Linked DNA regions of Mus musculus: all the other regions are linked to region 1. Evidence: chromatin contacts called from public HiChIP or PLAC-seq, capture Hi-C and promoter capture Hi-C data. All regions are on one chromosome and are shown on one strand. The core of a region is the stretch at or near the end of the contact, and the rest is flanking DNA. Distances in the headings are between cores, read along the strand shown. Region 1 holds the start of A930005H10Rik (RIKEN cDNA A930005H10 gene). Region 2 has its middle 3.6 kb from the start of Gm40128. Region 3 holds the start of Trmt13 (tRNA methyltransferase 13). Region 4 holds the start of Slc35a3 (solute carrier family 35 (UDP-N-acetylglucosamine (UDP-GlcNAc) transporter), member 3). Region 5 holds the start of Frrs1 (ferric-chelate reductase 1). Region 6 holds the start of Agl (amylo-1,6-glucosidase, 4-alpha-glucanotransferase). Region 7 holds the start of Mfsd14a (major facilitator superfamily domain containing 14A).

Region 1 (2,700 bases), core at 151-2,650:
TTTCTATCATCTTGAAGTAAGTATAAACACCGACAAGTGTGGCCAGCAAGTCAAACTGACCATTAAACACTACTTTTTTTTTTTTTTTTCTAATTCATGACCAACTTAAGAAGAAGCCTATTTAGGATTCAAGATTTTTAACATAACCCTGAAACCTTCAAAATTCTGAGTTGTGAATCTGAGAGATATGACCGGAAGTTCTCTGGCCCACACTTTTATATGGAAGACTTGACAATTTAAAAAAACAAAACAAAACAAAAAAACCTTCCTCTCCTCCTCTAACAACACATCAGCATCTTATCTCAATATAGGGTTCACTTTAAGTTTGACAATCAAGCAGAAACTGACCCTTCTTGTTGTAACTATTATTTACATATTTACCCTGTTTAAGGTATATAATGCACTAATACATCCTCTGGTTACTTAGTCACTCTATATGTACATGTGGGAATGACAGCCTTCCTGGGAGAGTACATGTAAGGTCTCTTTGGCTATGTTGCAGACAAAAAAAAATGAGATCGCTGTTCCCTATGGAACTACTTCAAAGACGGAAGCTTTCAGATCGCTTGCTGAATGTATAAGCAACTCATTAAGCCTGTGTCAGCACCTCATTAGCACTCAACTCGGAAAGGATGTCTGGCTAGCTCATGAAATAACGGATTTGATAACTATCCCCAAGAGTGTAAAATAACTTTTTTTTTTTTATTTACTGGAGAAAGGCACAAAATTAGACTTGTAAAGTAGGACAAACTACCGTTTCATTTCCCAAGTCACTGAGTATGAAGTAGATCTTAATGGACAGGGTGTGTGTTTTACAGGGGCTTAAAAAAAAAAAAAAAAAGCAGACGCTTAGAGTCTGTGCAGTCTAGGGTAGGAGAATCGGACGCTAGCTAGATGTCTTCCCCAGAGGCCTGGGGACTTTAATCACGTACCAGGGCTTCCTTCCCTACAGTCAGGACTGAGGTGTAGGCTTCCAGATACACGCGACTGCATCGTCTCACAACTTCCAGGCCCTTGACTGTGATGTCCTTGGCATCTCCCAGGCCCAAGCCGATCAAGTAAAGCATTCCGAACTCCAGGGATGGGGAGACTGCAGAGCGAAGTGAACAACAGAAAAACGTCAGCTAACACCGGGGACCTAAAGTCTAGGGATGAACATAAAAACCAAGGTGGCACCCTGCGTGCGTCCGACACTCCTGCATACTCTTAGAAAATAATGGAATGACTGTTTTTAAAAGTGTGATCCGATTACCCGCTTAGAGACTCGGAGGTGATTCGCTGACGTCCCTCAAAGTCTCACTGCAGCCTTTTAATAATTGCAGTCCCCAAACCATGTGCCCATCAGAGACAGAGCTTCCGGGTCTCACCTAACGGCGCCGTAAAGCGCAGAGCCCTTCACAGCACTTTACGACTGGCAGGAGGCGGAGATGACAGACCGCTCCAGGAACGAGCTATAGAGCGATCGCATACCCCCCGCAAGGCCCTCCAGGACTCGCTGACTCCCGGGCAGAGGTCAAGGGTCAGGAATGGGTCCAGCTGTGCGCCTGGAAAGGACCCAGCGTGCCCACGCTCCCGGCAAGCCAGGACTCAAACATCCCCAAAGGGCGTCCGGGCTGATGACGATAGCTCCCAATCGCCCTCCAGACGCACACTGGCAGGAACAACCGGAGGGACTTCCCTGACCGACCCCGCGTTTGCTCAGCTTTGAATTCCCGCTCTGTAGATCTGTCGCAATTTAACCAGAAGTCACCCTGGTGAGGGGACAGGTTGGCTTGCCCTGCTGAGTGTGGTTGTTAAGTTCCCAGGGGGGGGGGGGGGGCTGTGACTCCTTCTAGGGGTTTGTCCCTGGGATCTGATACCAGAATGCCTCAAGGGAATCTGCCTTAGTCACCCTCGGTGGAGAGTGACCTTTTAAGAGTGCTCAAGGGATGACTAAATACGAATGTGATGACATATACGGATGAAAAATGCCATAATGAAGCCCATTACTTAGTATGCTAACCAAAGGATAATTTTAAAAAAGAAAGTAGTTCTATGGCGGGAAGCGCATAACAAAAAGGAAAGTGCTTTAAACCTCTCAGCGGTTGTTGCAGAGATTCTTAAAGATTGGTTACACGCAGCTCCAGTAAGCGAAAAGTTTACACTGCAGATGCTCTTCCTAAATTCACTGGTAACTTTATCCAAGTTGGGAAGACAGTTCATTGCTTCTCTTGGCACAATGTAATGGCCTTTCAGATTTTTCTTAAGTCTAGCCTTTTCCTCCAAGGGTGCACGAAGACCTGATTCTCCCTGTTCCCACTAAATTGATTTATTCTTTGCACCATATTAAAATACATACACCTCAAAATAGATCATGGTGTAAATGGAAAGACCTAAAATTATAACAGAAGAAAAAAAAAAAAGAAAAGAAAAGAAAATCTGACCTATCCAGGGAGAGATTTCTCAGGTATGCTATAAAAGGCATGTTGCAAAGAGAGAGGAAAAAAAGTCATACTTTAATAATAAAAACTCCCTTCAAAAGACTGAAGTCGTACACTGAGAGAAAATGTTTGCAAACCAGAAATTTGACAAAAGACTTGTCAACAGAGCAAACAAACCAAAGGAAGGCTATCAAGATGCTGGTAAAGGAACTTGTCACGCAAGTCTGACAACCTGAGTTTAATCCTGGAACCCAGTTAAAGGTGGAAGAAAAACAACTCC
Region 2 (2,700 bases), core at 162-2,661, 960 kb before region 1:
TATTGAATACTGGCCAGGATGACGGACTCTGGCCAGATCCATACCTGGGATTCCCAGAGAATGTCTCCAAATTACATTAGTCAGATGCTTATAAAAACAAAACACACAAGGCTTCCTTCCTTCATCTAATCAGAAGCAAACATGCATCTTGATATACTTCCTGCTTATGCTCCTCCCACCGACCTGTTATCAAGCGCATCCTGGTAGGTTGGAGCAACCTACCTTGTTTACAGAAGTGAAAACTCAATCATTGTTATCTTGCATGAGCAACAGCCTCCGGCATTCCAGGAAGTTATCTGTTCTTGGGCAAATGGCCTTTACGATTTTATCTGTCCTTGGGCAAGAGGGGTTTACTGGTTAAAGGCATTTTTATTTTATAGTTCTCTTAGGCAAAATAATTAAAACTTAGAAATCATAACTTTAGCCCTCACAAAAGTATTGCTCCCCAAGCATTTCCAGGGAATTTAGAAATATGACTTCTTCTTTTTATTTATTTACTTATTTATTTATATGAGTACACTGTTGTCTTTAGACACACGCTAGAAGAGGGCATTGGATCCCATTACAGATGGTTGTAAACCACCATATGATTAGTGGGAATTCAACTCAGGACCTTTGGCAGAGCAGTCAGTGCTCTTTAACTGCTAATTTATCTCTCCAGCCCCACAATACAACTTCTTAGGATCATTCCACCTTCTGGATCAAGAAACCTGTGGAGTACTTTACGGCATCTACCAAGTAGTAATGACGCATTATTGCTGACCATTAATGTAAATTAAAAATTGATAAAATTGCTTAAGAACTTTGTGAGAGCTGCTCTCAGGTTACAAGCGTGTTGAGAGCTTGTTTGGGTACCAATTCCCAGGACTCCGAAGTTACAGATACTTGTGAACTACCATGCTGGTGTTGGGACCCAAACCCAGGTCCTAAGAAAGAGCACCAAGTGCTTTTAACCACTGAGCCATCTCTCCAGCCTCATCGCCCTTCTTTTTTGAGATTAGTGTCACTGGCTTTGGGCTCACCTGTTACGTTTGAGTAGCAGGCTAGCAGACAGGCTAATCCAGAGATCCGCCTTGTCTTCACTCCCCCAGTGCTGCAGTTTCTGGTTCATACCACCATCTGCAACCCTTTAAATCAGTTACCCGCTGAGTCATCTCTCAAGCTACCTATAATTGTTTTTCACTATTCTGTTCTTTTTTTTTTTTTTTCATGTTTTCTGTCACAATCCAAATTCCTGCTCTGAATTCACTTCTTCCCAACCTAGAAATCTCAGCGCCCCGAGGCTCACTCCTTGCCTAGGTTTCTATCTCTCCACCTTTCAATTGGAATCTCCGCTGAAGACTTACAGATACAAGATACTGCCAAGTATATAGAAGTTAATATACCCAACCTTGAACTCCCCGCCCTTCAGTACTGCTCCTCCCTTTCCAACAACTTCCCCATTTCTATAGATAGCTCTATTTCCCAACTCTTCTGGCTAACACCCAGGAATTACCTTTTTTTTTTCCTAAATGAATGAGGCAATTTATTAACCCAGCATCCTTTGTTCTAATGCTTCTTGTTGGCCGCTGCCGATCCTGTCCAGATCTCTCTGTCCCTGAGGTGTTAGCTTGCTGCCCCCATCTTGGTCCTTTCCCACCATTTTCAGCCCCTCCAGGGCTTGGAGGACACTCTTAAAGCCTCTGCTGAAGTGGCTGGGTCTGACACCTTTTCTCTGCCGTCCTCCGTAGATCTTGGTCATGGAAGCAACCTCTGCACCACCGCGGAGGTACAGGTGCTGAGCTGTGGAAGCAGCTCATGTGTAGAACCAGTTCTCATCATATGGGGCAAGCTCTATATGTTTGTGTCCACCCGGACTTTTTGAAGAAAGCTGCCAGAGCTCTGGTGAACTCCAGCTGGTTAACGTCTTTTACAGTAACTCCAGGCATCGTGTGGCCTCCGCGCTGCCAGCCAGGGGAAGGGGCGGAATTACCTTTTTGTTGTTGTTGTTGTTGTTGTTGTTGTTGTTGTTGTTGTTGTTGTTGTTGTTGTTTTCGAGACAGGGTTTCTCTGTATAGCTCTGGCTGTCCTGGAACTCACTTTGTAGACCAGGCTGGCCTCGAACTCAGAAATCCACCTGCCTCTGCCTCCCGAGTGCTGGGATTAAAGGCGTGCGCCACCACGCCTGGCGGAATTACCTATTTTTATTGCACTTTTCTTACTCTTTCCTCAGATTCTGGGCCTTAACAAATCACCCTCTCTCTGAGTCTTTAAAATATGCCAAAAATATATTTCCCATTAGTTGTGTTCATTTCTTTTCTTGAAACATAGTCTCCCAGGCTGGCTTCTAAGTCTCCAACCTTCTGCCTTGTGAGTGGGAGTAAGGCAACCACCAACACACAAAGGCAAATCTGTCTGTTTCTAACTTCCTTTACCTCCACCTCTTCATCCTAAGCTTCCAACATTTCGTCACTCTGCAACAGTTATGCTCTCTGGATTTATCTTCCCTTACATAATAGTTTGGGTGCATCTTCGAAACCCTCTTCACCTTCCAGTTCTCTAAAATAAAATATAGTTCTTATCTTCTCATAGAGATTTTTATTTTTAGTTATTCATACATGTCTGTGAGTGTGATCGTTATGTATCCGTGTCTGTGAGTGTGATAGTTATGTATCCATGTCTGTGAGTGTGATAGTTATGTATCCATGTCTGTGAGTGTGA
Region 3 (2,700 bases), core at 153-2,652, 730 kb before region 1:
GGAAGAGACGATGTGAAGTTACAGCTTAAACAGGAAATGTCCCCGCAGGCTGGATCTTCAGCTGGAGGCACTGTATTGGGAGGTTGTGGAAATGTGGAAGTGGGGCTTAGTAAAGGAAGTCAAGTCGCTGGAAACATGTCCTCAAGAGATGTATCCTGGCATGTCACTGTGTTGTCACAGTTCCCCTAACCACTTTCTGTCCATGTGAAATGAGTACCACATGTCCCAACTCCAAGGCACTGAATCCTATGCACAGCCAAAATGAAGCTTCTGAAATGGTGAGCCAAAATAAATGCCTCTCCCTTAAGTTGTTTACGTAATATTTTGTCACCGGTACAAAGATAACTACCACAATGAGGTTATATAAAAACATAATTGCCAGGTGGTGGTGGCAGCACAAGCCTTTAATCCCTGCACTCAAGAGAGAGAGAGAGAGAGAGAGAGAGAGAGAGAGATAAAGGACAATCTCTGAGTTTGAGGCCAGCCTTATCTACAGAGTTCCAGGGCAGCCAGGGCTACACAGAAAACTCTCACTGGAAAAACCAAAACCAAAAAAAATCCCCAAAACAAAAACAAACAACATAGTAAGATTATTAATATACTAGCTAGTTTGGGGATTTAGATGGGAGAAATCATATAGCATTATAATGAAGCCATTGATCTACTAAGGTACCAAGTGTGATGTCAGAAATGCTGCACTACTACAGGAAGGGTATAGGATAGAAATCCACACACACAGCTATTGTTGGTGCAGAATGTTTCAAGGATCTACACATAAAATGGGTGGAGCTTTAGCGTCTAAACATTATAATGAAACAGAATGTTGATTATCTCTGTTGTTAAACACAAAGACCTTAACAACCAGAAACAAGCTAAGCATGGTGCCACACACCTTTAATCCCATCACTTGGGAGTTAGAGGTAAGCAGATCTCTGAGTTCAAAGCTAGCTTGGTCTACAGAGTTCCAGGACTTCCAGGAATACACAGAAACTCTATCTCAAAAAACAAAGCAAACAAACAAAAATCAGAAATGGCGGCACAGGCCTCTGGTCCACCTACTAAGTAAGGCAAAGCCGCTTTGAGATCAGGAGTCTGAAGCCAATCTCGGGGACACAGGAAACCCTGTCTCAAAATACATACAAATAAATCTGAAAATAACTTCTACTAATAGAGACTATCACTCGTGCCAAGGCACGCACAGATGTGCTGTAGCAAACACCAACACTGTTTACATTTCTCTGATGTGCAAGGTTTGAAGCTCACTGCAGAGCACTTGCCAAGTATGCAGAAGGCCCTGGGTTAAACCCCAGCAGGGCAAAACAAACATTTCTGTGTGCTGGAAAGAAAGACAGGCAAACAACAGCCGGGTTACACCCCTCTCTTTCCCTGGCTGGAGCAAGCGAGTAACAACAGAACTCTGTGTTGCAGCCTCAGCATCTCTGCAGTGAGGTTAAGGGTGGCACCTAAATACGGGGTTCATTTCTGGAAGTCACTTCCACAGTGTCTGTGGTTACCTCGCACATGCTCAGTAAGCAACAGCTACTGTCTAGCAGTAGTATCCTCACTGGTCGTTCCACTTCATAGAGCTGCTGGACTACACTTGCCAACGCTGTGAGACACAGACACTGCAGTAATATTAAAAGGAACTGAAAGGATCTGAGGGCTGCTCCCGTGAATATTCCAACTCCACACTAAAATACCCAGTCTGTTTCCATGCTGTCCTGAACCAGCTCCGTCATCACACTTGCCACTCCCTGTTTTCTCTGCAGTGAGATGATCACTGTAGGGACAGAAGTTCTGTGCAGAGCATCCAAGGGAACAGCAGCCACTGAGCAGCACAGTAGCCACACTAAAGCCGAGGGAGCCCGCAACAGCAGCCAGCACGGGATACCTCTTCCACGCCAGCCAGCTTCGCCTTTAGCTCTCGGACAGTCGAGTCTCCTTTATACTTCCTCTCGGTGAGCTCTTTATTAGCTGCCTCTAACTCGGACAATCTGCTTTGTAGCTGGTGGATATTCCGTTGATGGAGGGTTTCCAGTTCCTTTTTCTGTTGCTCGTGCTGCTGTTGGCACTGAACTTGGGTCTATTATAGAGCAGTATGTCAAAGGAGAAAGAGCAGAAGTATAAAGATCAGAAAAAACAAAACATCATTTCTTCATCCTAATTTCTTCATCGTTTTCCAATTTCCCTGCTTAGAAGAAGTCTAATTACAGATTTCACGAAAGAGCAGGTAAGGTAAACAAAGGTAATTCCCAACCCTGAGAAGGTGTGATCCAAGGACCAGAACTTCAAAGTCACTCCCTGCTACACAGCAAGACTGAGGCCAGCCTGGGCTACACAATACTCTGTCTTAAAAAATAGCCTAACCAGAGTACAAGTAGACAGTCTTACTTGGAGGGAGCAAAAATATATAAAATCCCCAGTCACAAATATTATTTAATAAAAATGTAAATAAAAAAAAAAAAAAAAAAAAGAGGGGGGCCCAGGCATGCGGGTAAACTCCTTTAATCCTAGCACTCGGAAGGTAGAGGGCAGAGAATCTGAGTTCCAGGACAGCCAGGGTTACACAGAGACCCTGTCTCAAAGGAGGAGGGGAAGTATGCAGCTACACTCACTAGAGCCCTGTGCCACAGATCTCAGTCACTCAGAACTCATCGCTGGAGTGTCATTTACCCAATGGCTCACTCTTGTACCATGTAG
Region 4 (2,700 bases), core at 90-2,589, 820 kb before region 1:
AGCCTGGAGCCATCCTGAGCTACAATGTGAGACCCCGTCAAAAAAAAAAAAAAAGTAAGAAGTATAAGAAGTATTGTATTTGTTACTTTCTTTTTGCCTGAGAAAGCCACTTAGAGGGAGGACTTATTAGTCCTCCCTGAAACATCATCGTTTCAGATGTTTTGGTTCATGGTGACTAGGTTTCATTGCCTCTGGGTCTCTGGTTGGAACTTATGTACTGGGGCAGTTATTTACCAAAAAAAGCATACAGGCTGCAAAGAGAGCTAGAGGAAAGGCTAGGTTAAGACACACCCTCAGCGACCCACTTCTTCCAAATAGGCTTGTGCCACCATTTACACCATCTCCTAATAATACCTTCAAAGATTTAATACATCAGTGGCTTAGGTCAGAGGTTCACTATCCATTCACTTCCCCCAACATCAAAGTCCATTAGCTGGCAACCAAACCTTTACCACATGATGAATCTTTGGGGGACGTTTTAGGTTCGGACCCTAGCAAATATCAAGATCTAATCCACATTCCATCCCCCAGAAGTTTTCTGAAGGTCGGATTACACAAACATTTAAGCGAGGCATCATGTGCTAACAGTCATTTAATTTTATTTTTCTCCGTTGTTTTCTAACGATGCTTCCCTAATGGATGGTTTTAATCATTTGCCACGCAAAGAAGCGTAAGCTTAATTCTAGGAGCATTGTTTTAACAGGGAAGGGATAAATCTGCTGTATCCGATGATCAATCCGGACCCAGAATATTACATTTCAGCCTGTCCACAGCCAGCAATGGCTACAGTGGTTGGGAACTTTTGGAAATACATTAGCAGACTGAAACGTAATATGCATGAGATTCTTGCAGACAGGAAGAGGTAAATTGCTCTCTTTCTCTCTTCACCTTTCCCCTGGTTAGTGACACTAAGCCCATTCTGCGTTCCTGACACTCTTCCAGGTCTCCCAGGGTGGGGGACAGGGATCATTCCTAACCGAACCAGCTGGCTCCTAGACTAAGGTTGGTAACCTGCACCAGGTATAATCTTGTTTTCAACTCACTGGTGGTCATTTTCAGGAGCCAAGATCCGCCTCCCGGTTCTCATCAGAGTTCTTTGATCCAAAGGACTTTGTCCCCTTCCTTAAGTGACAGATCATCCCGCCACTTTCTGCCGCAGGACTGTGGGGAGAGAGACACCTTCCTATCAAACTCTCCGGCGACCGTGAGACTGTCACGGGAGCTGCGCGAGGAGCAGCCGCGGTTGGGGTCGCCTCAGGGACGCGTCCCGCAAGCGCGAAGCTGGGGCCCCCGGAGCCGAACAGGGAACGGCGTTTGCCGGGGCCGAGGCGGAAGCCGGATCCTTTGGCGGACCGGACCGCGGGAACCCGGAAACGCCTGGGCCTCACCGAAGCGGTCCGGGCCACAGAGCCGGCGGGAGCCGGCGGTGCTGCGGGTCAGCGGACGCGGCGGAGCCGACGGGCTCGGCAGCCTGGGTCTCCCGGCGTCGCGGAGCCCGGGGCTCCAGTGCGGGCAGCTGGCCGAGCCGCACGGCGGGTGAGCGGAGGGCGCTGGGGGAAGCTGGCGGGACGCCGAGGCCGGGCTGGGAGGGCGCGGGGCGGTTGAGGCCACCGGGACCACAGCGGACGGCTGCAGCCCTAGTTTATGAGGAGTAGATGAATGGGCGCCTTGTACCTCCGGCCTGGACGTGCCGAAACGTTCTGGGTGGAGGAGGAAAAGGTCGGGAGGGGAGGGGTGTGGCAGGCAGTGTGCCTGCAAGCTCCAGACTGGCGGGCCAAGTGCCTTGGGGGCCAGGCTGGCGGCCTGTCCTTCCGCGGTCATTTCGGGAGCTCCGGCTCAGCCTGTGACCCCGGGCTAGGGACGAGTCTGCTCGGTGAGAAAGGACGGTGTAGTCAAGAAGCTGCAGGGACTTGGAGAGATGGAAAGGGTGCCCGTGGTAAGTCTAGACCGAAGGCGATGGGTGTCCATCAGTGTGTGTGGCGAGAGTTTGCAGGGGTTCTAAGTATTGAAGAGTGGGGAGCTTAGTGAACATTTTATTTAAGCTAACTCAAGTTTCTGCTAGTTCAGATTAATTAAGGGATATTAAACGAAGTAATGGGTTTTAACTGTAGCAAGGCACTTATAGGAGTGTGCCCTTTATTATATCCTATTAAACGCAATATTTGAAGATGGCACCTGAGTTGAGTCTTTGTAGACACTTATTTTGGTAGTTACAGGTAATGTTTGGTTGTTTCTCACGTCTTCATTCCGTTGCTACTAACTCAAGTTGCTTGCTTTCAAATGAATGACTCCTACGTTTATGCGTCTGACTAACTTCCCTCCCTTTAAATTTTTTCCTACCGCATCTGCCCTTATTTTCTGGTCACTTTCAGGTGCACCATACCAATAGCTTCCAAAACGGAACTTGCAGCTTTAAGTCTTTCTGCCTTGGAACTACGCCTGACCTGATAGCACACGCATGAGCAGGGCCCCCTCTCTTCTCTGTCTCACTATCTCCTGGTTCTCTTCATCCACCCACACACCCCCACTCCTGCCCCCTCTTCACTGTGTGTGGCTGTGCTGGGCAGTGAACCCCGTGGGAATTGACGGAGCACTCTGTCACTGAGCTGTAATTTTAGTTCTTTGCAATCGCTTTTTGAAGCTGGAGATTTAATGCCACTCTCTGACAGTTCTCTCAGAAATACTCAGCGACAATTTACT
Region 5 (2,700 bases), core at 176-2,675, 970 kb before region 1:
TTAAACTGTACGGTATTTCTGTGTTTGAATTGGTCCTCTGTTTTTAAATTGCACTTGCCTCGGCATGCCGTAGAGGTCAGAGGACAGCTAGCAGAAGTCAGTTCTCTCCTTCCATCATGTACAACCTAAGGGTTGCACTCTGGTCATCAGGTTCTCTGAACATCTCCCCTACCTTGATCCATTTACCCATTATCACCTGTCAGGGACCACTGTTGTGACCCAGAGCAAATTATTTATTCTCACTCTCACTTAGGCTTCTTATTTTTGGAGGCAGTACCAGTTTAAAAAAAAAAAAAAAAAAAAAAAAAAAAACTACTTTGTAAGAATTAAATAAAACACCTAACCAGGCACACACTATTAATCATAGTAGTCAGAAGGCAGAGGCAAGCAGATCTCTGTAAGTTTGAGACCAACCTGTTCTATAGAGAAAGTTCCAGGACAGCTAAGGCTACTTAATGAGATCCTAAGCCAGGGCTCCGGATAAAATAGCCTTCTTTCCTTGGAATCTTGCCTAGTTGTACCAACCTGAAGTAAGTGTTCTTTTCTTAGAAATGTACTATTAGCTAATAGAAACTTGTATCACATTTTCCTCCACCATTGCAGACTTACATACCTGTAGCTGAACTGAAAGTTTAAAGTTTAGCTATGTTAGGAGAAATTCCAGAAAGCACATTTGTTAGTTGAAATTTTCCCTTTGACCTTAGACATTATGGAAAGAAAAAAGGAAAGGAAAGAAAAGCGAGGGAGAGGGAGAGGGAGAGGGAGAGGGAGAGGGAGAGGGAGAGGGAGAGAAGAGAAGAGAAGAGAAGAGAAGAGCGAGACGAGACGAGACGAGAAGAGGAGGAAGAGAAGAGAAAAGAGAAGAGAAGAGAAGAGAAGAGAAGAGAAGAGAAGAGAAGAGAAGAGAAGAGAAGAGAAGAGAAAAAAAGGAAAGGAAAGAAAAGAAAGGAGAAGAGAAGAGGCTGCTGGACATGCACAGACATAAGAACACACACACACACACACACACACACACACACACACACACACGAGTAACTCGCACATGGGCAAACTATGACATTAGGTTTCAATGCAAAAGTCAAGTTTCCGTTGTTCAATTTTTCTTATGGAGCACAAATTAAAGTCAATACTTTTCGGGCCCTCATGCTCGTCTGTCCTTACAACTACCCCATTTTGGGGATTAGGGCTCTTTAGTCAAAGTCACGAGGCATATTGGGAAACTAAATCGCTAGACAGATCAAGACAACCCTGCCGGCGAGCGCAGCCCTCCTCCAGCCTCCTGACTGCCAGACCACGCAAGGTGCCTGCTCTCGCCGCCGTCGCCCAGCTAGCTCTGATTTTTATAAGCTTTACCAAGAGTCTTGACACAGAAAACTAAACAGAACGGGCTCTTACCTTGAGCAGCAGAGGCAGCCTGAGCAACTTCCGGCTTGGCTCCGGCGGGTACCGCGGAGCTGCAACTAGGCGGAGCCAGCTTACTGGGAAACCGGCAGGGAAGGCTGGCGACCCAAGCTGCCCTACCTGGTTTCCGAGCCCGGGATGGGCTTTAGGACTGCACATGTGAAACTAGAAGGGTTCTGTTTCTAAAAAATAAAAACGCTCTGCGTGTTTTTAACTCACTAGCTACTGTTGCACTGAGCAAATTACACTTTCCTTGGTTTTCTCTACCAGCCTATTTGAATGCATACCTGTTGCCTGTGACTCAAAGACAAAGGCACCTGCTCCTCCTGCCTGAGCGAGGTAGCCATATTCAGCAAATAAGTAGGATACCCAGTTCCACTGCAATTTCAGTTAGCAGTGTGAGTACTGAAGTACGCAGTACCACAGGCATGCTGATGGCTTGGTTTGGTTTGCTTTTTAATGACTGGCTAAATATAGAATTGAAGTTCACCGTGAGAATTTACAGGACCACCTCCGCCCCCTTTGTTTTTGTTTTGAGACCGGGTTTCTCTGTGCAGCAGCCTTAGCTGTGCCTCTGCCGCCTTCTGGGTTAAATGGGTGGACCACCACTCCCAGCTTTAGTCCTTCTCCCCACCCCACCCTTTTTTTTTTTTTTTTTTTTTTTTTCTTAAATCTAGCAGCACTCCACATACTATTTAGTTACCTACAAAATTTTGTAAAGAAATCGTAGCGCACAGTTTTGTTTTGTTTTGTTTTTGGTGGGGGGGGTGTGAGACACTGTTTCTCTGTGTAGCCTTGGCTGTTCTAGAACTAGCTGTGTAGACCAGTCGGGTCTCAAACTCACAGGGATCCTCCTGCCTCTGCCTCCACATTGCCAGGATTAAAGGTCTGCACTACCACCACCCAAAGTGCACAAATTATAAAAGTTGAAAGGACTCTTTCGAGATTTCTTTTTGTAAAGTACAACTTGAAATGCGTGTGGCTGTGGCTTCCCATTGTCTCTTTTTAGTCTGTGCCTTGCATTATTTTGCAAAAGAACATGTTCAGTGCTAGGGAAAAAAATCTATATCTGAAAAATGTTAACCACGTCGTCCTAACTTGGGAGGACGTGTGGGTTGGGGGAAGGATCGTGAGGCAGGCTTTGACCTGTGGTTACCCATTGCGCAACACCAGTAAATTCTTTAGATCCATTTGAAAAGAAGAGATAGGAAAGAACACCCACCTCTGAACGGCCTAGGAAGAACTGTTAACATTTAACAAACGCCCCACCCTCAACCCCACCCGCCCCACCCCCGCAGC
Region 6 (2,700 bases), core at 66-2,565, 920 kb before region 1:
GGAGAAGTTATGGATCAGAACGCTTTGGGTAATCTACATTTAAAAAAGAAAATCAGAGAAACCCAACATACAGCGATAGAGTGTGGTATCTGAGTCACCGGCTCCCATTCTTCAACCCTCCCCAAACGAAGACCTGCTGGGTTCATTAGTCTAGCAGGCAGCCTTCAACTGGGGGATTTCATGGTCAAGCAGGAGTTTGTAGCCAGTTCACAGAGGGCGCACTCTGGCCTCCACACTTCCTAGGAACACAGCAGAAGAGACGCCTAAGGGAACATCAGACCTGAAGGAGAAATCTTGAGATGACTGTCACAGAAAAACCAGAACGTCTTTATAAGCTAGAATGCACACTCATTCTTCCATTTTACCAAGTCCTTATTGATATCAAGCCACGGAAAATAATGCCAACCTTAGATGAAGGGTTTAGTGAACCAAAATCATCGGGAATGTACTTGAAATCACATACACTCCGTTGTTCATGAAGCGGCTTTAAGCATGTTACTTAACCTTTGAGGGAGTCTGTTTCCTTGTCTTTAAATCAACGGTAACCAAATAATAATAATAAAAATAAATAAAAAATAAAAATGCATGTTTGCTGTGACAAAACCCTGAACCAAAAGCAAGTTGGGGAAAGAAAGTGTTTGGCTTACACTTCCTGGTCACAGTGCTCTATTGGAGGAAGTTAAAGCAGGAACTCAACGAGAAAGACCCAGAGGCAGGACCTCAAGCAGAGACCATAGAGAAGTGCAGCTTGCTGGCTTGCTCCTCCCGGGCTGGGCCGCCTGTTTACCTATGGAACTAAGGCCCATCTGCCCAGGGGTGGCCATGCCTATTTTCCTCCCATATAGCAACCATAAAACAAGAAAATGCTCCCATGCACAAGCCCACAGGCCAATCTGATGGAGGCAGTTCCTTAGCTGAGGTCCCCTCTTCCCAGCGACCAGTGTGTCACAAGGTTAATGAAGCCAAGCAGGGAATTTTAAGAAACTTGGTTTTCCCAACTTTGCATTTTCTTCCCAGAAAGAACGTCCCTAACTAAACATTATCCCAGCTCTTCTTCGCTCTTGAACTCACTTTTCCTAGAGAGGCAGAGCGATCGCACATCAGGGCAATGACAGTTCCCAAAGCCCAGACCCCCTCAAACCCACAAGCCGTGCCCACCTCTCGCGAGATCAGTGGTCTGTGCTAGCGGGGGCGATGGCTCCCGGAAGTGGGCGGGGAGGCAGGGCCACGCCCCCCAGGCTAGTCCGGGGCCCAGCGGAGTCGGCACGTCCTCCGGCCGCGGGGGGCGGAGTCTCGGCGGCCCTGGCCTGTCACTGTCCCCTGGCCCGGGTCCCGGCGCCCCTCCCCGTGCCCTTCACGGCCGCCCTGCCCTCCCCGGGCCGCCGCTGCGTCCGGCGTTCCCGCTGTACCCGGCTCCGGCTCCCGCTCCCGACGCCGCACGTCTATCCCGCTCGTAAGTGCCTGGAATGCGTCCGTCTCCGGACGCGCATTCCTTCTATCTATAGCCGCTCTGTACATCGCATGCCACCGCCGCCGCAGCTATTCCCGGGACAGCAACTGCTAACCTCTCCAATCACCTCCCTATTGGTGGCTTCAGACCCGAATTTGGGAACTGGGCGCTCTTCCACCTGTTCAGCAGCCTGATCTGCTGGAGGCTACAGTGCCATTTGGAGTTTTCAGGGCCCCCTGGCTCAGGAACGGAATTTATGCCACTGAACTCCAGGGTTTTCGCGGATGCATTGCTTTTCTCTGAGAATGCTTTAGGGGTTTTGTTGGTCTGCTCTGTTTTGAACTGAGTGTAAGACTCTACATCTTTGCTTCAGGCTTTCTTATTCTGCTCCAAGAGAGAAGAAACTTCTCCCTTGTTGGGCTTTACTGACAAGATTTTGCTCTTTCTCATTGCTCTTCTTGGCTTTAAACCTATCTAGGACATGTAAGTGCCGCTGTCAACTCCAGAGAGTTTTAGGTCATATTTTCTTTTCTTTTCTTTCTTTCTTTCTTTTTTTTTTTCTTCTTCTTCTCCTTTTTTTTTTTTTTTTAAATAATTCCACTTTGTTTTATAGGGGTAACTCATTCCACTTTGGAGTCCTTTTAGTTCTACGGAAAGAGTTCGAATCCTCCAGAAGCCAAAATGGAACACAGTAAGCAGATTCGAATTTTACTACTGAACGAGATGGAGAAGCTAGAGAAGACCCTCTTCAGACTTGAACAAGGTCCGTTGCAAGTTGTTTGATTAGCTCTTTTTATGTCTTTTAATGCATTGGCGTTCTATTAGATTTTTTTTTAACTTAAAATTAGGGACTGGGTGTTGGCAGGTAGAATGCATGCTTAGCATAAATGAGGCTGTAGATTCAGTCCTCTGCATGAACAGACACACACACACACACACACACACACACACTCGCGCACTCAAATAACTTTAAGTTAGCTGAAATTTCATAGATCTTGATTTGTGCCAAAATGGTAGGTACATTGGTGGTGAGGAATGAATGTTGATTAAGAATAGACCTGTCACGTTAGCACAAAGATAGCTCAGCTCATCTTGCTGCAGACGACCACCGGAGGCAGACACTACAGGTTATAGGAAGTCCCTCGTGGGTAGAACTTGTGCCTAGCCTGGGTTCAGTCCCTACCTTAGGGAGAAAAAGAAGTGGTAGAGAGTGCGTGTGCAGTTAAAAGATTGAGCATGTTATTAGTAAT
Region 7 (2,700 bases), core at 115-2,614, 770 kb before region 1:
AGCCTGATGTTCAGTGGCCTGAAGAATCCACCCACACCCAGGCTGCTCTCAGATTTGTCCTTGAATTCCTGATTCTCCTTCATGCCAGGATCTAGGCATCCACTTCTATGCTGGGTTCACTGATTGTTGGTGATAGAATCCGCAGCCCTATGCTTACAGGAAAAGCACTCCAAAAGAACCAGCTACAGCCCCATCCCAGTAATGTGGCTAAGCTGGGTATTCATAGCTGAAGGTCTCATAAAGTTTGCAGTCAGCTCAAGGCTTGACCAGGCATAGAGGATCTCGTTCCAAGATAATCCACAAAGCTTTGAAGGAGATTTCAGCTCAACGGCAGCACCTCTCCATAGTTCCTCTGGTATTATGGCATAACAATCGGCAACCCCTGACTGGAGTAAATGAAGAGCCTAGCAAAAACATACAGTACCTTTTATGACCTCTCCTCTAAAGTCAGTGCTGTCATTTCTGCTTTGCCCTGTTAAAACAAGGTCATCCATCACTAACCAGGCCACAAGCCAGGAGAGGGAGGGAGCCCCTTCCACTTCTCCCAGGGAGGAATATCACTGAGTTTGGGAACATTTATCTTACTTAGAGCCACCACATCCAGGATCGCTGTTGCCACAGTTTGGTTTGTTTCCAGTTCCCCTTTATCGAACAGTTTGATGGGGGAAAGCATGTGTTGTGCTCGTTCATACCTAGCACTGAAGGTATATTTAAAGGAAAGTTTTCCAACAGTTACCAAAATGAAGACTTTGCTAGACATGGTGGCACATGACTTTGATCACAATATGGGAGGTAGTCAGGGAGATCTCTCAGTTTGAGGCCAGCCTGGTCTACATAATGTGCTGCCTCAAAGTAAATGTCAGTACTGTTAATATCACATTTCATATTCCACCTGTCTGCTCTTTCTACCAGTCTTCTAGTCAAACCAATTTTTAAAAGCCTATAAAGTATGGCATCTAGTTTACACTGGGAGAGAATGTACTGGTACGTGGGGGTATGTAAGCCAGCATGACCTAGCTGGGCATCAGATCAACAGCTAAAACTCCTCTACCTGCTACTGACCATTCCTGGAAAACTTTCCCGTTGTCCCCTTCAATTCTGTTTTGGTGGGGATGCATTTGATGCGGATGCTATTAGCCTGGGACGCCTGAGCATCTGAGAAACTATTTGTCAGATTTGAGTAGGTAAAAACTTTTCGGAACTTGAGTTCATCTGTGAAGGAAAAACTGTTAAAATAGCCATCGCTCAGCGCCTTAGAGGGCAAAAGCTAGGCAGCCAAAGCACCTGGCTCCACCCGCTCCCGCGGCACCTCCCAGTCCTCCGCTATTGCAGGGTTGGAGGGGCGTGCCCGCACTGCGGGGGCGTGGCTGCGTCACGGGGGCGTGGCGAGCGACTCAGCCGATCGCACGATGTGACGCGCCGCCCGAGGCAGGCCGGGCCCTCAAGATGGCGGCGTGCGCCCTGAGCGGCTCGGCCCGGCAGTAGTGGCGGGACCGCACTCGCCGCTGGGGCCGCCCGCCCCCTGAGTGGCTGCTGCAGCGCCGGGAGTCGAGGATGGTAAAATGACCCAGGGGAAGAAAAAGAAACGGGCCGCGAACCGCAGTATCATGCTGGCCAAAAAGATCATCATTAAGGACGGAGGCACGGTGAGTGCTGCTGGTTCCGCGCCGCAGGACGGCCCGGGTGCGGGCCCGGCTCGCTCTTCCCCCCGCTTCCGCCTTCGCTGGGCCGAGAGCGCCCTGCCCTTCCGTGCCGCCGGCGCTGCCGCGGTCTCGGCCTGCGGCCTCCGCGGCCTGGCTCCCCTGGACGCTGCTGGTACCTCCGGCGGGGCACTGCGTCTCGGAGCCTGCGGCCTCGGCCCACGTGCGCCCGGCCTCGGGGAGGAGGCGGCGGCCCCTCCGCAGCCTCGCCAGGCCCAGCGCGGCGCGCGGGGAGGCTGGGCAGCCTTGCGCTCCGTATGCTGTGGCGGGTGGCCGCCGCCGCGGCCCGCTGGGCCAGGGTACGTGCGTTGTCCCATCGCGGTCGCCGGGAGCCGGAGCAGCGGCTTGGAGCTGTTCGGCTACCTTGTCGGGGAGTGGGCTCGTCCCCTCTCCCGGCGTCGGAAGCCTGACCTTCCCTGGGGCCCTCTCCGTTAGAGAAATCTTCACCTTGTGCCTCAAAATAAGTCTTTAGAATTGGTCATGGCGTGAGGATCGGAGACAGATTCTGGCAGGCGGACTGAGGCTAAAAATGTGCCTTTTAGACAGTCGTTACTCGCAGAAAACTTTATGCACTGTGCAGTGTGCTACCAGACGTCGATATAGGATTTGTCATTGGAAAACAAACGTACACTTTTGTTGTGCTGTGTGTTTGTAGCGTTACACTCTGATCTTTGCTGACTCCTTTGGTATCGCGTTCCGAAATAGAATGGAAAAGTAAGATGTGTCTCTGTGGTGAAGTTGCAGACATTGTTTCTTTCCATTTGTTTGTAGTTTAATGGAGCCTTGATCAATGCTAGCAAAGCACTAAATATGTAAGTAGGCCACCGCGGAGGATTTGCTGAAATCAGTTTGAAATAAATGACAACTTTCTTTTGACATTTGAGAACATGGCCTAGTCCAACTGCCATCATTTAGAAAGCTTGGGACATATGGAACGATTTCGGAATATGTTCAGTTAACTGTCAGATTTATTAGTTGTCATAGCTTTGACTTTTAGTGA

The links. Promoter capture Hi-C pulls out the DNA fragments that hold promoters and counts their contacts. HiChIP or PLAC-seq counts read pairs in DNA pulled down with a chosen protein or histone mark. Capture Hi-C pulls out chosen DNA fragments and counts their contacts.
Region 2: an H3K27ac HiChIP or PLAC-seq map of bone marrow-derived dendritic cells shows a contact between it and region 1, with 5 times the contacts expected there. The contact joins the enhancer-like site here to the promoter of A930005H10Rik in region 1. A contact is called at or near these places in 3 of 39 promoter capture datasets (hematopoietic stem and progenitor cells, pre-B cells and stem cell-derived epiblast-like cells), 1 of 115 datasets of contacts at active chromatin or transcription factors (bone marrow-derived dendritic cells) and 2 of 9 other capture datasets (adipose tissue and macrophages).
Region 3: a contact with region 1 is called in a promoter capture Hi-C map of liver, with 4 times the contacts expected there. The contact joins the promoter of Trmt13 here to the promoter of A930005H10Rik in region 1. A contact is called at or near these places in 3 of 39 promoter capture datasets (cranial neural crest and liver).
Region 4: a contact with region 1 is called in a promoter capture Hi-C map of adipose tissue, with 3 times the contacts expected there. The contact joins the promoter of Slc35a3 here to the promoter of A930005H10Rik in region 1. A contact is called at or near these places in 1 of 484 Hi-C or Micro-C datasets (B cells), 1 of 115 datasets of contacts at active chromatin or transcription factors (bone marrow-derived macrophages) and 1 of 9 other capture datasets (adipose tissue).
Region 5: a contact with region 1 is called in a capture Hi-C map of macrophages, with 6 times the contacts expected there. The contact joins the promoter of Frrs1 here to the promoter of A930005H10Rik in region 1. A contact is called at or near these places in 4 of 39 promoter capture datasets (hematopoietic stem and progenitor cells, liver, neutrophils and 1 more), 2 of 115 datasets of contacts at active chromatin or transcription factors (bone marrow-derived dendritic cells and microglia) and 2 of 9 other capture datasets (adipose tissue and macrophages).
Region 6: a promoter capture Hi-C map of pre-B cells shows a contact between it and region 1, with 3 times the contacts expected there. The contact joins the promoter of Agl here to the promoter of A930005H10Rik in region 1. A contact is called at or near these places in 1 of 39 promoter capture datasets (pre-B cells) and 2 of 9 other capture datasets (adipose tissue and liver).
Region 7: a promoter capture Hi-C map of adipose tissue shows a contact between it and region 1. The contact joins the promoter of Mfsd14a here to the promoter of A930005H10Rik in region 1. A contact is called at or near these places in 1 of 39 promoter capture datasets (pre-B cells), 3 of 115 datasets of contacts at active chromatin or transcription factors (the SCID.adh cell line, memory CD8 T cells and pancreatic cancer cells) and 2 of 9 other capture datasets (adipose tissue and liver).

What each region holds. Positions count from the first base shown.
Region 1 is chr3:115,886,830-115,889,529 of GRCm38.p6, reverse strand. It overlaps A930005H10Rik (RIKEN cDNA A930005H10 gene), which reads left to right and starts at 1,400. Exons shown (of 2, transcript NR_015487.1): 1 at 1,400-1,766. Dph5 (diphthamide biosynthesis 5) reads right to left here and starts at 1,347. Exons shown (of 8, transcript NM_027193.2): 1 at 1,253-1,347; 2 at 933-1,090. The coding sequence starts at 1,067.
Region 2 is chr3:116,843,807-116,846,506 of GRCm38.p6, reverse strand. It overlaps the pseudogene Gm29736. Among named protein-coding and RNA genes, the nearest start is that of Gm40128, 3.6 kb to the right of the region's middle. Within about 2 kb of position 1,411, at least 54 of the 459 cell types and tissues checked have an H3K27ac peak or open chromatin away from gene starts, as enhancers often do. A contact at or near this core is called in bone marrow-derived dendritic cells, hematopoietic stem and progenitor cells and macrophages, where this site is marked.
Region 3 is chr3:116,613,289-116,615,988 of GRCm38.p6, reverse strand. Trmt13 (tRNA methyltransferase 13) reads left to right here and starts at 1,402. Exons shown (of 12, transcript NM_030016.3): 1 at 1,402-2,230. It overlaps Sass6 (SAS-6 centriolar assembly protein), which reads right to left. Exons shown (of 17, transcript NM_028349.3): 8 at 1,892-2,083.
Region 4 is chr3:116,710,919-116,713,618 of GRCm38.p6, reverse strand. Slc35a3 (solute carrier family 35 (UDP-N-acetylglucosamine (UDP-GlcNAc) transporter), member 3) reads left to right here and starts at 1,339. Exons shown (of 8, transcript NM_144902.4): 1 at 1,339-1,536.
Region 5 is chr3:116,860,405-116,863,104 of GRCm38.p6, reverse strand. It overlaps Frrs1 (ferric-chelate reductase 1), which reads right to left and starts at 1,425. Exons shown (of 17, transcript NM_009146.3): 1 at 1,396-1,425.
Region 6 is chr3:116,806,781-116,809,480 of GRCm38.p6, reverse strand. It overlaps Agl (amylo-1,6-glucosidase, 4-alpha-glucanotransferase), which reads left to right and starts at 1,315. Exons shown (of 34, transcript NM_001081326.1): 1 at 1,315-1,453; 2 at 2,064-2,213. The coding sequence starts at 2,132.
Region 7 is chr3:116,661,341-116,664,040 of GRCm38.p6, reverse strand. Mfsd14a (major facilitator superfamily domain containing 14A) reads left to right here and starts at 1,364. Exons shown (of 12, transcript NM_008246.2): 1 at 1,364-1,646. The coding sequence starts at 1,563.